Regions from separate parts of the Mus musculus genome. Here region 1 is linked to region 2. A link is a contact called in public Hi-C data. All regions are on one chromosome and are shown on one strand. The core of a region is the stretch at or near the end of the contact, and the rest is flanking DNA. Distances in the headings are between cores, read along the strand shown. Region 1 overlaps Gm39436 (predicted gene, 39436). Region 2 has its middle 98 kb from the start of Gm36251.

Evidence for each region. A called contact is a pair of places that touch in the nucleus more often than the background predicts.
Region 1: a Hi-C map of cerebral cortex shows a contact between it and region 2, with 3 times the contacts expected there. The contact joins two enhancer-like sites. A contact is called at or near these places in 2 of 484 Hi-C or Micro-C datasets (both in cerebral cortex) and 1 of 115 datasets of contacts at active chromatin or transcription factors (neural progenitor cells).

Annotation. Positions count from the first base shown.
Region 1 is chr9:113,344,871-113,350,435 of GRCm38.p6, forward strand. The region is part of intron 4 of Gm39436 (predicted gene, 39436); the gene reads right to left. Among named protein-coding and RNA genes, the nearest start is that of Gm39436, 12 kb to the right of the region's middle. Within about 2 kb of position 1,836, at least 14 of the 459 cell types and tissues checked have an H3K27ac peak or open chromatin away from gene starts, as enhancers often do. A contact at or near this core is called in cerebral cortex, where this site is marked.
Region 2 is chr9:113,023,353-113,028,233 of GRCm38.p6, forward strand. No RefSeq gene overlaps it. Among named protein-coding and RNA genes, the nearest start is that of Gm36251, 98 kb to the right of the region's middle. Within about 2 kb of position 3,284, at least 14 of the 459 cell types and tissues checked have an H3K27ac peak or open chromatin away from gene starts, as enhancers often do. A contact at or near this core is called in cerebral cortex, where this site is marked.

The DNA.
Region 1 (5,565 bases), core at 586-3,085, 320 kb after region 2:
TGGTCTAGCCACTGGTCCTCGGTGCCTTCATCAGTCTCCTCCTCCATCTCTGATCCAGCTGACCTGAGACACCTTCAAACTAGGAGTGTGAGACCTGTACCAACTGCTTTCTGGTCCTGTTTTATAAGGATCCTGCCTAGAGTAGGATCTCACACACCAGCAGACTTTAGAAGGCCATGTCTTCCATACCTCATACCTTTGCAGAGTCCCCTTCCACTAATTATGAACTGATGCGTGGGGGTACTGGAAGAATACCCTGGTGGTGCTTCTGTGCCTGTTCTAAGCAGAACGGAGCAGGGGCCTGGAGAGATGTGCCATGGTTAAAAGCATGGGCTGCTCTCCCAGAAGACCCTGGATTCATTCCCAGCACCTACATGCCAACTAAACAACTGTCTGCAAGTAACTGCATGGAACTGTGTAGTTCCATGGATCTGATGCCTTCTTCTGGATTCTACAGGCATGGCATGCACAAAATACACAAATATACATGTAAGCAAAATACCTACACACTTAAAACATACATACATACATACATACATACATACATACATACATACATGCCATTTCCAGGGTTTCTGCTTTTGTGCTCCTTTGCTTGCTCTGAGCTCCCCTGTCAGAGATTTCACACCTTGCTGATCTTGAGTGGTCTGTGAAGATGGAAGGGGCCCTGAAGCCACACAGCAAAGCAGAAGACAGCTGTGAGCCCAGCTGAGTCCTTGCAGCCTGTCCCCAGCCACTAGAACCTTCGTAGTTAAGGCAGGAGATTTGAAGGTGTCTTTGACAGCAATGGAGTCTTTCTTGGCTCTTGATAAACTTAGCTTGTGGTCTAGGGTCCTGTAAAACTCAGTGTCCTCCAAAGCCACTAGGACAGGTGGCTTTTGTGTCCTTGTCTAGAGAATTCAAAGGATGAAATACACAGACCATAAAGGGGAAGGGGGGTTTAAAGAGAAGTTTATTGTGGATTCTTAGGTCGGGCTTAAGAGAAACAGAAAGCAGCACTTCTGTAGCAGGATTGAGTCCTGGCAATGGGATACCCTCGCTGCTGCCCCAGATTTTTAAAGGATTTATGGTAAAGACCGGGGTGAGGTATGGTCCAGTTGGTCGACCATGTGCTGTGTGGTAGCCTCCTCTCCTCTCAGTTTCGTTCATGTCCACGTGTACAGCTTCCAGGCAGGAGAGATGGCTCTGCAGTTACCAGCACTGAGTGCTCTTCCAGAGGTATCAAGTTCAACTCCCAGTCCTGGCATGGTGGCTCACAACCAACTGTAAAACAAAACTTCCAGGCAAGGCCAAGGGACAAGAACTAGAGAAGCAGAATTTCCTGTTATCCTCCCTCCCTCCAGCAAGGGCATTCTCTGAGCTGCTGCTCTGCCCTTTCCGGCCAGCTTTATCTTCTGTCCTCATCACTGGGCAGTGGAAGAACAGAGGACATCTCTGCCCAGCAGACAGCAAATGAAACCAAGATATTCCACCCCTGCTGTGCTCTGTCCAGATTCCAGACCCTCAGTACCAGAAGAAACAGACAACTCACTGCTCTGCTAACTCCTGGTGAGAGTTTGCCACAGAGCCATCCATCTATCCGTAACACCCAGGCCCATGTGTTATTTACATAAAACCTAGAGTCAATGTGCTAAGCATCCAGTTCAATCCGGTGATGTCCATAAACTCCTTTGGATCTCACTTCAGTCCCCTGTGTGGTTATGACTTAAAATGCTACTAGACACCGAGAGCCCATCCCCTGGTTCTCAGCTCCAGTCGAGAACTAAGGCATTACAAAGCCGGCAGGCAATTATCTATCGTGGGCTGGTACATAACAGAAGCAGCCTGGCGCTAGCCCACACTGGGAGAGACATTAGTGGAGCGGGGCTAAAGGGAGGCTGCCCAGCAGCCGCCTGTTCTCAGTGGGGCCTCTCGCCAATCCCGATGTCCACCCACACAGCATTCAACAAAAAAAGTTCCAGGGACTGTGGCCATCATGTCCGTCTGAATTGTGATCCGGATTTGTACACTCTGGGGCGGTTTGATAAAAACGCAAGTAAGAAAAATATCCAATATCACTGCCAGCAAGACACAAAAGGCTATATCGGTTCCCAATTTAAAAATAATAACTCCATCGTTTGGCCCCCTCTGGAGTGGTTCAATCAGATCCAGCCCGTTTCTCATGTTTAATGTCTGGTATAATGACTAGGCTTAATTTTAGTGGAAGATTTCTGCATAAGAAATGGGGGAGAAGAATTTGTAATTCCCCAGAATTAGAATTGATGTCACTGGACTCTTAAAATATGCATATCATCTGAAAATGTATCAAGGGTAAAGAACCTGACAGACTCAGCTAACGGGGCTGGCAAGCGTACCTCAGAGGGGCATCGGTTTGAAGTCGTCGCTGTAAGCCATGATGTAGGTGACAGTAAGAAATTGACTCAAGGTGTTGCAATTCTTTTTAAGAACTCAGAAAATCCCTTCATTAGGACTTAATTGATTTCTCCAGAAAGGCTTTCTCATAAAGGAAGCTGCCCTATGTTAGGTTCTTCGATCGAAGGTCCAGTGGTCTGAGTGCCTGTTAGCTGTCAAGCACCCTGATCTACCCTGGGCCTTCCCAGTAAGTAGAGCACAGAACTGGCCCTGCAGAGTTTGCTGGCTTATCCAGCAGCTCTCTCTCTCTCTCTCTCTCTCTCTCTCTCTCTCTCTCTCTCTGTGTGTGTGTGTGTGTGTGTGTGTGTGTGTGTGTGTGTGTGCAGAAGAGGAGGAGTCAGAAGTACCATCAGCTGGGGGCCTATGGTTCCTCAGACCCCAGGTCTCCTCAATTCCTGTGGTTCAATTAAGGAGGCAATTCCTATGTGGCCTCCAGACGCCCCAAATCAAATTCTAATTGAGTTTCAGGGCACACAGACAGATACTGGGCCCAGAAGCAGATTAGAATCACAAACTGCAGAGTCCCTTTATCCTTTCAGCCTGTTTCCTTGTCTGTAAAATGGGAACAAATCTTACTTCAGAAGGCTTTTAAGAAACACAAGGGAAGGTGAGACAGTTTAGTTCCATTTTACAGATGCTCAGTGCCAGACAAAGACTTAAAACTACATACAAACGAGGAACTAAAAACTCCCCCGGGAAGGCCAGTTGGGGAGTAGAGGATGGAAGAGGAGACCAAGCAAAGGTACAAAGTCAGGAGGCTGCCACAGAGAGGACATTCAGCCTGAACCTGGGAGGGAGGAGCATGGCAGGCGGACATTCACACTCCGGTGTCTTGTAGCCAGTTGATGTTTTCATGGGGCTGGGCAGAAAGCCCACATTCCCCCAGCACTTTAGATTACGTGCAGGACTGAGCACAGGAGCTCCAGTAACCAGAGCACAGGAGTCTCCAATCAATGACACAAGGAGTCTAGCTGTTTAGGATCAAGTTGGCCTGGTGATAGAAGCCAGGGGCTCAGGTGGGATGCCTACAGCATCCTTTTGGACCTGTAGTACCTTCTCCCCGGCTCCTTAGAAAGCCAACACATTCCAGCTCTTCACGTTACAATCAAAGCAAGTCCTTGGGGTTTTTCTTACTTGCTGCTCAGAATCCTGCTTTGTAGCAATAGCAAGAGAAGGGCTGATGTAACACATAAGTTCTCCATACCTACAACCAGAGACAGAACCAGTACTGGGTATGGAGTAATAGCTACATGCTAGAATCTCTGCAGTTTTTTGCCCAAGTGAAAGGTGCCTAACCTAGGATTGCTTGACATTAGCAATGAGATCTCCATGGCCAGAAGAGCCTCTGTCTCACAAACTTTAGGGCAGTGTCCTAGCCCACACACTTCCTTCACGGCCATTTTCATGACTAGTTGTCACCTCATGAGGGAGCTGACACTCTCAAAGAATACCTTTAAGATCCACTGGGATTAGGCCAGCACATAGTTCAATGGAGCCCCGTGCCTTCTACGGGGGGGGGGGGGGGAGATATAATTTAACACAAGTCCAAGGCCTCAACCAATAGGCTCAAGAAAATCCAGTGTTTATAGAGAATCAGATAAGTGCTACCAACTTAATCCAAGATTTGTTTTTAATTTTATAAACTTTATTATTTAAAAAGTACATGCAAATAAATAAAACACCGTACTCCATAATAAACCAGATTCAAAGCCTATACTGAATGCAGGTGATGTATGTGAGTTATGAAAAAGAACATGAAGTTAATTGGTTTTCTGACTCTCTCCTGGAGTCTTAGGTTGGGGGGGCAGGTAGTTAAGTGCATGAACTTATGTGATAACACAAGTATAGAATTTAATGTGAAGCTCTGTAGCCTCTCCCAAATGCCTACCTTTCTGTGAAGGAGTTCACTGAGTTCTCACTGAGAATTTAACAGACTCATTCTAGTAACAAGGATCAAAACTAACATCTTATGACTTTTACTTAAGGAATATACTTTGGTAGTCTGCATTGATGAAGGAAGCTGAAATCTCAAAGGCTTGGTCTGTAGGAAGACAAGGATGCTAAGAGGTAACTCAAGCACTCTGTCTCTAATGCATTAAAATGTTGTAGGTTGGGATGAGTAGATAGAGAAAAGAAGGGATGGATCTGAAAAAAGACAGCAATGTAAGCATGGTCCTGCACATCTGTAATAGCAACACAGGGTGGGGCGGGGAGAAGAGGCAGGAGGATGACCATAAGTTCAAGGCCAGCCTGGTCTATGTATGGAGTCCCACAGAAGCCAGAGCTATAGAATGAAACTTTGTCTCCAGAGCTGAGATGGTTCAGCTGGTAAAGTTCTTCCCTCACAGGGATGAGAGTCAGTTTGGAGTCTTACTGGCCATGTAGACAAGCTGGCCATGGTGGCACACGTGTAGTCCCAGCACTGAGGGGAGGAGATGGGTAGAGCACTGGAGCTCACTAGCTAGCTAGTCTACCCTAATGTGCTAGCTAAGAATCTTGCAAAACAAGATGGGGCTAGAGAGATAGTTCAGCATTTAAAAGCACTTGATGTTCATGCTGAGGATTGGAGTTGAGTTCCCAGCACCCACAATGCAACTCACAACCATCTGTAACTCCAGTTTCAGGAGATAGGCTGCCTTCTTCCAACCTCCACAGCCATCCAACACACCCACATGGTATACATACATACATACATACATACATACATACATACATACACTCATATACATAAAGTAATAAAATAAAATGAGTCTTAAAGAAAAGAAAACAAGTTGGAGAGAGACTAAGGAAGACACACAAAGTTTACCCCTGGTCTCCACATACATGCAATCGCATTTGTACAAACACAGGAAGAGAAAGAGACATGGACAGAGAGACAGAGAAAGAGACAGAGAGACAGAAGCAGACAGAAGGTAAAGTGCAATTCTTTGTCTCTTTCTAAGACTAACGTGAGTCCATTACCTACTTAATGGTCAGTGGCTTCTCACTGTGTTGTTTCGTACACAGGGCATCTTAACCCAGCTGTCTCCCAGTTTTGTTTCCCCTTCTTTTAGGCTCAAGGAATGCCCTCCAAACATCCTGTGGTCCAGGCTTCACTGTAGCTAGCTAGATGACCAAACTGCCCATCACTACACAGCCAGTGGCTTCACTGTA
Region 2 (4,881 bases), core at 2,034-4,533:
TTTTAAAACAATACATTCCATCGAACATATAGAGTTGCATAATCATTTCAGCCATCAGGATAGAGTATTTTAAAGCTCATAGTAAAATAAAAATTTCCCCTAAATGTCCACTTGAAGCCATAACCTCTCTGCACCCTAGTCCCTGCCAACTAAACCACTGTCCTATTTTTCTGTGATGGCTTTGTCTTTTCCATTTATTGTTTAATAAATAATATAACACATAACTTTCTGAGCACAAATTTTTAGTTTACTATAATGTGCATAGGGTTCATGTATGCTGTTTAAATTTAAATTTAAAAGAATACTGTTTAAAATTGTTATATAATATTCTGTTGGATAGATTTGCAGTAGGTTGTTTGGTTATCCATCCACCAAGGAAATGAGTTACCTTCAGTTTGTAAGGTTACCAAGCATACTGTTATAGGTATTCATTTATCCAGTGAAAAATTCATGACATTTTTGCACAAATGCAAGTTTTATTCCTATATGCCAAAGAAATAAAATGTGCTGTGCAGTGACTATATTTATTTCTTTATAAAATTATGAACTAAATTTTCATTGTGGCTGTCCCAGTTTGCATTCCCATCAGAAATGTCTGGCATGTCCAGGCACTCTCTATCTTGAACACAAGGTTGTTGCTTTGGGTTTATTTCATGGCTTTTGCTATTTCTGTTTTTTGTTTATTTGTTTGTTTGTTTTTGTTTGCTTTTCCTTTTGAATACGTGTGCATGCTCTTTCATTAGATCTTTAACTTCCAGAAACTCTTAGGACTTTAACTGACTGGAGATAGGGTTTCCTGCCATGGGTATTTTTTATGTTTCTTTTCTCTTTGCTACTGTGTCAGTGAGAAAGTTTGCTGACATTTCCCCTCAGTTTTGTACTTTAGTATAGAGTATAGGGGTTTGCTATGCTGTATGTCCTACATTAGACAGCAGACTCAAGCATTCTTTTCCCTCCCATACTTTTCATTTCTACTCTATTACCAACCCATATCATGGATTTCACAGATCAAATATTGCATTTCTTGATGCTAGGACTAGAAACTTTTGTGTATCCAAATATTACTTTTTTCCCTAAAAGTTCTATACTATTAGGGTATACATTTAGTCAATGATCCATTTTGACTAAGTTATTGTCTAAAATGCTAGATATAATTCAATATATATTATTTATACAAGTTTGGTGAGTCATATCTATGTCCTTCAATATCTAAACTTGATATTTTACAGCCTAGCAGTCCATGAAGTGATGAATGGATAAAGGAACTATATCATGCATTCACAATGGAATATCCTCCAACCATGAGGAAGAACAAAGCTATGTTGACCTAGAGAAAGAGTGAATGTAGGGATCACCCAGTTAAAAATTACAAACCACTGTAAGGAAAACTGATACATGTTTCCTCTCATATGTGGAATCTAGATTTTCACAGACAGACAAGCAGACATGAAGGAAGGAGGTTTAAAGGGAAAAAGAACAGGAAACAAGCTGGGACAATGGAGGAAGAAAAGAAAAATATCAAATGCTTTCTCTTCTATAAGGTATCTAGATTCAAACAGACTGAGAGGACAGGATATGTCAGGGTGAGCAGGATACCAACAGGATAGAGAGGGAAAAGCACAAAGAGTCATAATGCACAGGCATGTGCGTGCCATAAGGAAGCCTGCCATTATGTATACTTACTAAAAATAACTTTAAACTCTATGATATATTCAGGTTATCTGTTTATTTGATGTGTTTCAGTAGTTTGTGTCTTTCAAAGAATTAATGCATGTTTAGGCCACTGAATACAGAATCATAGTGAAATCATTAAAGATAAGAGAAATGCAGACCAAAAAACCCCTCAATTGTCTGGTTAGTGCCTATACATTTTCTATCTAGGAGATTTTCTGTTCACACATTGAAGAATGCACATCTTGCTTTTGTGGTGTGAAATACTCAGCAAATTTCAATTTGGTAAAGTTGTTGTAGGGTGTTTGGCAGTTATTGATAGTCCTGGGATTTCTTTGTCCAGTTCTTCTATTAATTACTGGAAGATTTCCAGGGGCTCCAGCTAGCACTGTGGGGAGATTCTCTTTGTCTTCTTGGGTGTCCATCTCTAATTGATGTTATTGGAGCCATTGTTGAACATGTATATGCTTGGGATGGCTATGTGCTTCCGATGGATTGGCCCCTTCTCAGTAAATCACTTTTCTCTTTATCCTTCACTAACGGAGTTCATATTGTTTCATGACATTCATATAAAAACTTCATTTATTTATCTATTATTTTAGAAAATCTAAAATCACAGTAACAGAAAGCTGAATTATGGGATAATAGTATTAAGGGGTATTCTCCAGGGACTTGAAGACTCATTTGCAGGAGTGTTTAGATCCACTGTCTTGACTGTGGCTTTATGTCCCAGATGTATGCAGATGCCAGATCTAGCTTAAATCACTTAGACATTTATTAAACAAGTTGTTTTTAATCCTACTTCAACCATGGAGTTTTAAAACTCAAGCTCATTTTAACTGACAGTTCATCCTTTTTAAGACAACCCTAACCCACTGCAACACTGTCTAAGATTTGCTTACAGCTAGTAGGAAACCGATGAAGATAGAAGGACTGGAGATGGGCAGAGGGGAAGCAGAGGAAACATAGGGATTTCTAGGCATTGCATCCTGCTTAGTTTCCTCCGATGCATTTGTTTCCATCCCTTGGTGTAACTGAAGAGAGCAGCAAGGAGGAGGACAAAAGTCTGAGGTGGACAAGACACAGCAGGGCACCTGAGATACCTCCTCCAACAGCACACTCTCCCTACATCTCTGGGCAAGTAACAAAACTCTAATACATTTAAATTTTCAAAAACTGGGGAAAAGAAAAAAACAGGAACAAGCTAAGATTCTGTTTTCTACAATGGAGTGTTACTGGGTGACCAACACTCTGGAAATGGGCACTGTGCCCAGGCATCCTTGGTCAACACAAAATAAACTTCAAGTTTTTATGAGTTGTGTGTATGTGTGTGTGTGTGTGTGTGTGTGTGTGTGTGTGTGTGTGTGTATTTAAGACAGAGGGATTAAGTACATAAACTCGAGTGGGTAGAGAGATAGGAAGTTGGGAAAGGAGAAAAACATGGTCAAATTAAAACAATATTTTTAATTTTAAAGGGTGGGGGGAAGTAAGCCCTTCAGAAGAAGAAAATAGTAGAAATGTTTGATGTTTCAATGAACCTTCAGCCATGACTGCATCTAAAACCCCAGCAGCTGCTAAGTCTTCATTTAAAACGTCCTTATGGTGCATTCTATTCTGGTGTTTACACCCTGGGTAAAGACATGGGGAGAAGCAAAATATGTTAAAGAAAGCAGTAGGGGGGAGATGAAGGGACACATATATCAGGAAAGAAAACTGGGTCTTAGTTCACGGTCACCATTGTCAACTTCCCCTATTAGGTGGCAAAGAACAAAAATGAACATTACCAAAATATTGACAAAGCCTTCCCAAGTCCAAAATAGAGGAAATGAGAGCAATGAGGGTTTCCTCGGCAGCAGTTAAAATGGAACCAGTTCTCAATTTGGAGCAGAGATACTTAGAGAATGCATTTATTCTCATAAAGGGGCGGAAAGACTATAGGAGCCAGAGGAGCAGGACATCTGCTATGAGCCTGTGCTGTCTGCACGTGACAAGAAAGCTGCATCCATGAGGTCTCAAAGTACAGCCATCTAAACAGAACTTGGACAAGGACAGCGCCCAGGTGACATGCCAATGCACATAGGTGAAATCTCGTGATTTCCCAGCCCTAGAGGAAGAACTACAGGCAATGGGTGGCTGCTGAGAAAGGATGTGCCTTCTCCAGGGACAGGCTGCCTGCTAGGCTGGTGATCCAATCCCAACTATTTCTTCCTAAACCCATGCACACATGAGTAACACTAAATGGACTCAACTGTGTGTGTGTCTATCTGTCTGTCTGTCTTATGTCTGTGTCTCTCTGTGTGTCTGTGTCTGTGTCTGTCTGTGTCTGTGTGTCTGTCTGTGTCTGTGTGTGTGTGTATGTCTGTACATGTATGTGTGCATCTGTCTGTGTCTGTCTGTTGGTATCTGTGTATGTATATCTGTGTATATGTATGTCTCTGTATGTGGTGTGTATCTGTGTGTCTGTGTGTGGTGTGTCTGTCTTGGTGTCTGTGTGTGTATTTGTGTGTCTATGTATGCATAGTGTGTGTCTGTCTGTCTGTCTGTCTATCTATCTGTGTTTTGTGTCTGTGTGTCTGTGTATGTGGTATGTGTCTGTGTCTATGTGTGTGGTGTGTGTCTGTCTGTCTGTTTGTGTCTGTGTGTCTCTATGTGTGTGTCTATGTGTGTGTGGTGTGTGTGTATGTCTATGTCTGTGTGTGATATCTGTGTATATGTATGTCTGTGTGTGTGTGTATGTGCTGTGTATCTCTGTGTTACTGTGTGTCTGTGTGTGTGGTGTGTCTGTCTGTGTCTGTCTGTCTGTCTCTTTCTCTGTCTCTGTCTCTGTCTCTCTGTCTCTCTCTCTGTCTCTCTTTCTATCTCTGTGTGTGTGTGTGTGTGTGTGTGTGTGTGTGTGTGTGCGTGTGTGTAACAGAATAAGAAGAGGTCATGAGTTTGAGACAGAGTATTGATTGGGTCATGGGAGAAGCTAGATGGAGAGGGTGGAAATGATGCAAATGCAGTAATGCTGTCTGAAGTTCTCAAAAGACTTTAACAGTAAGGGCAATGAGGGGGTTGTGAGCTTGAATCCAGGTCCCAACACCACCAGCTGATTAACAGTAAGCAACAGACTTAATTTAATTAGTCCTACATTTTCTCAAAGGAGAAGAATAGCCCTTGATATTATTTTCAGTTAAAACCGAGAAGAAAAAGTGGACAACAAAGAACTCA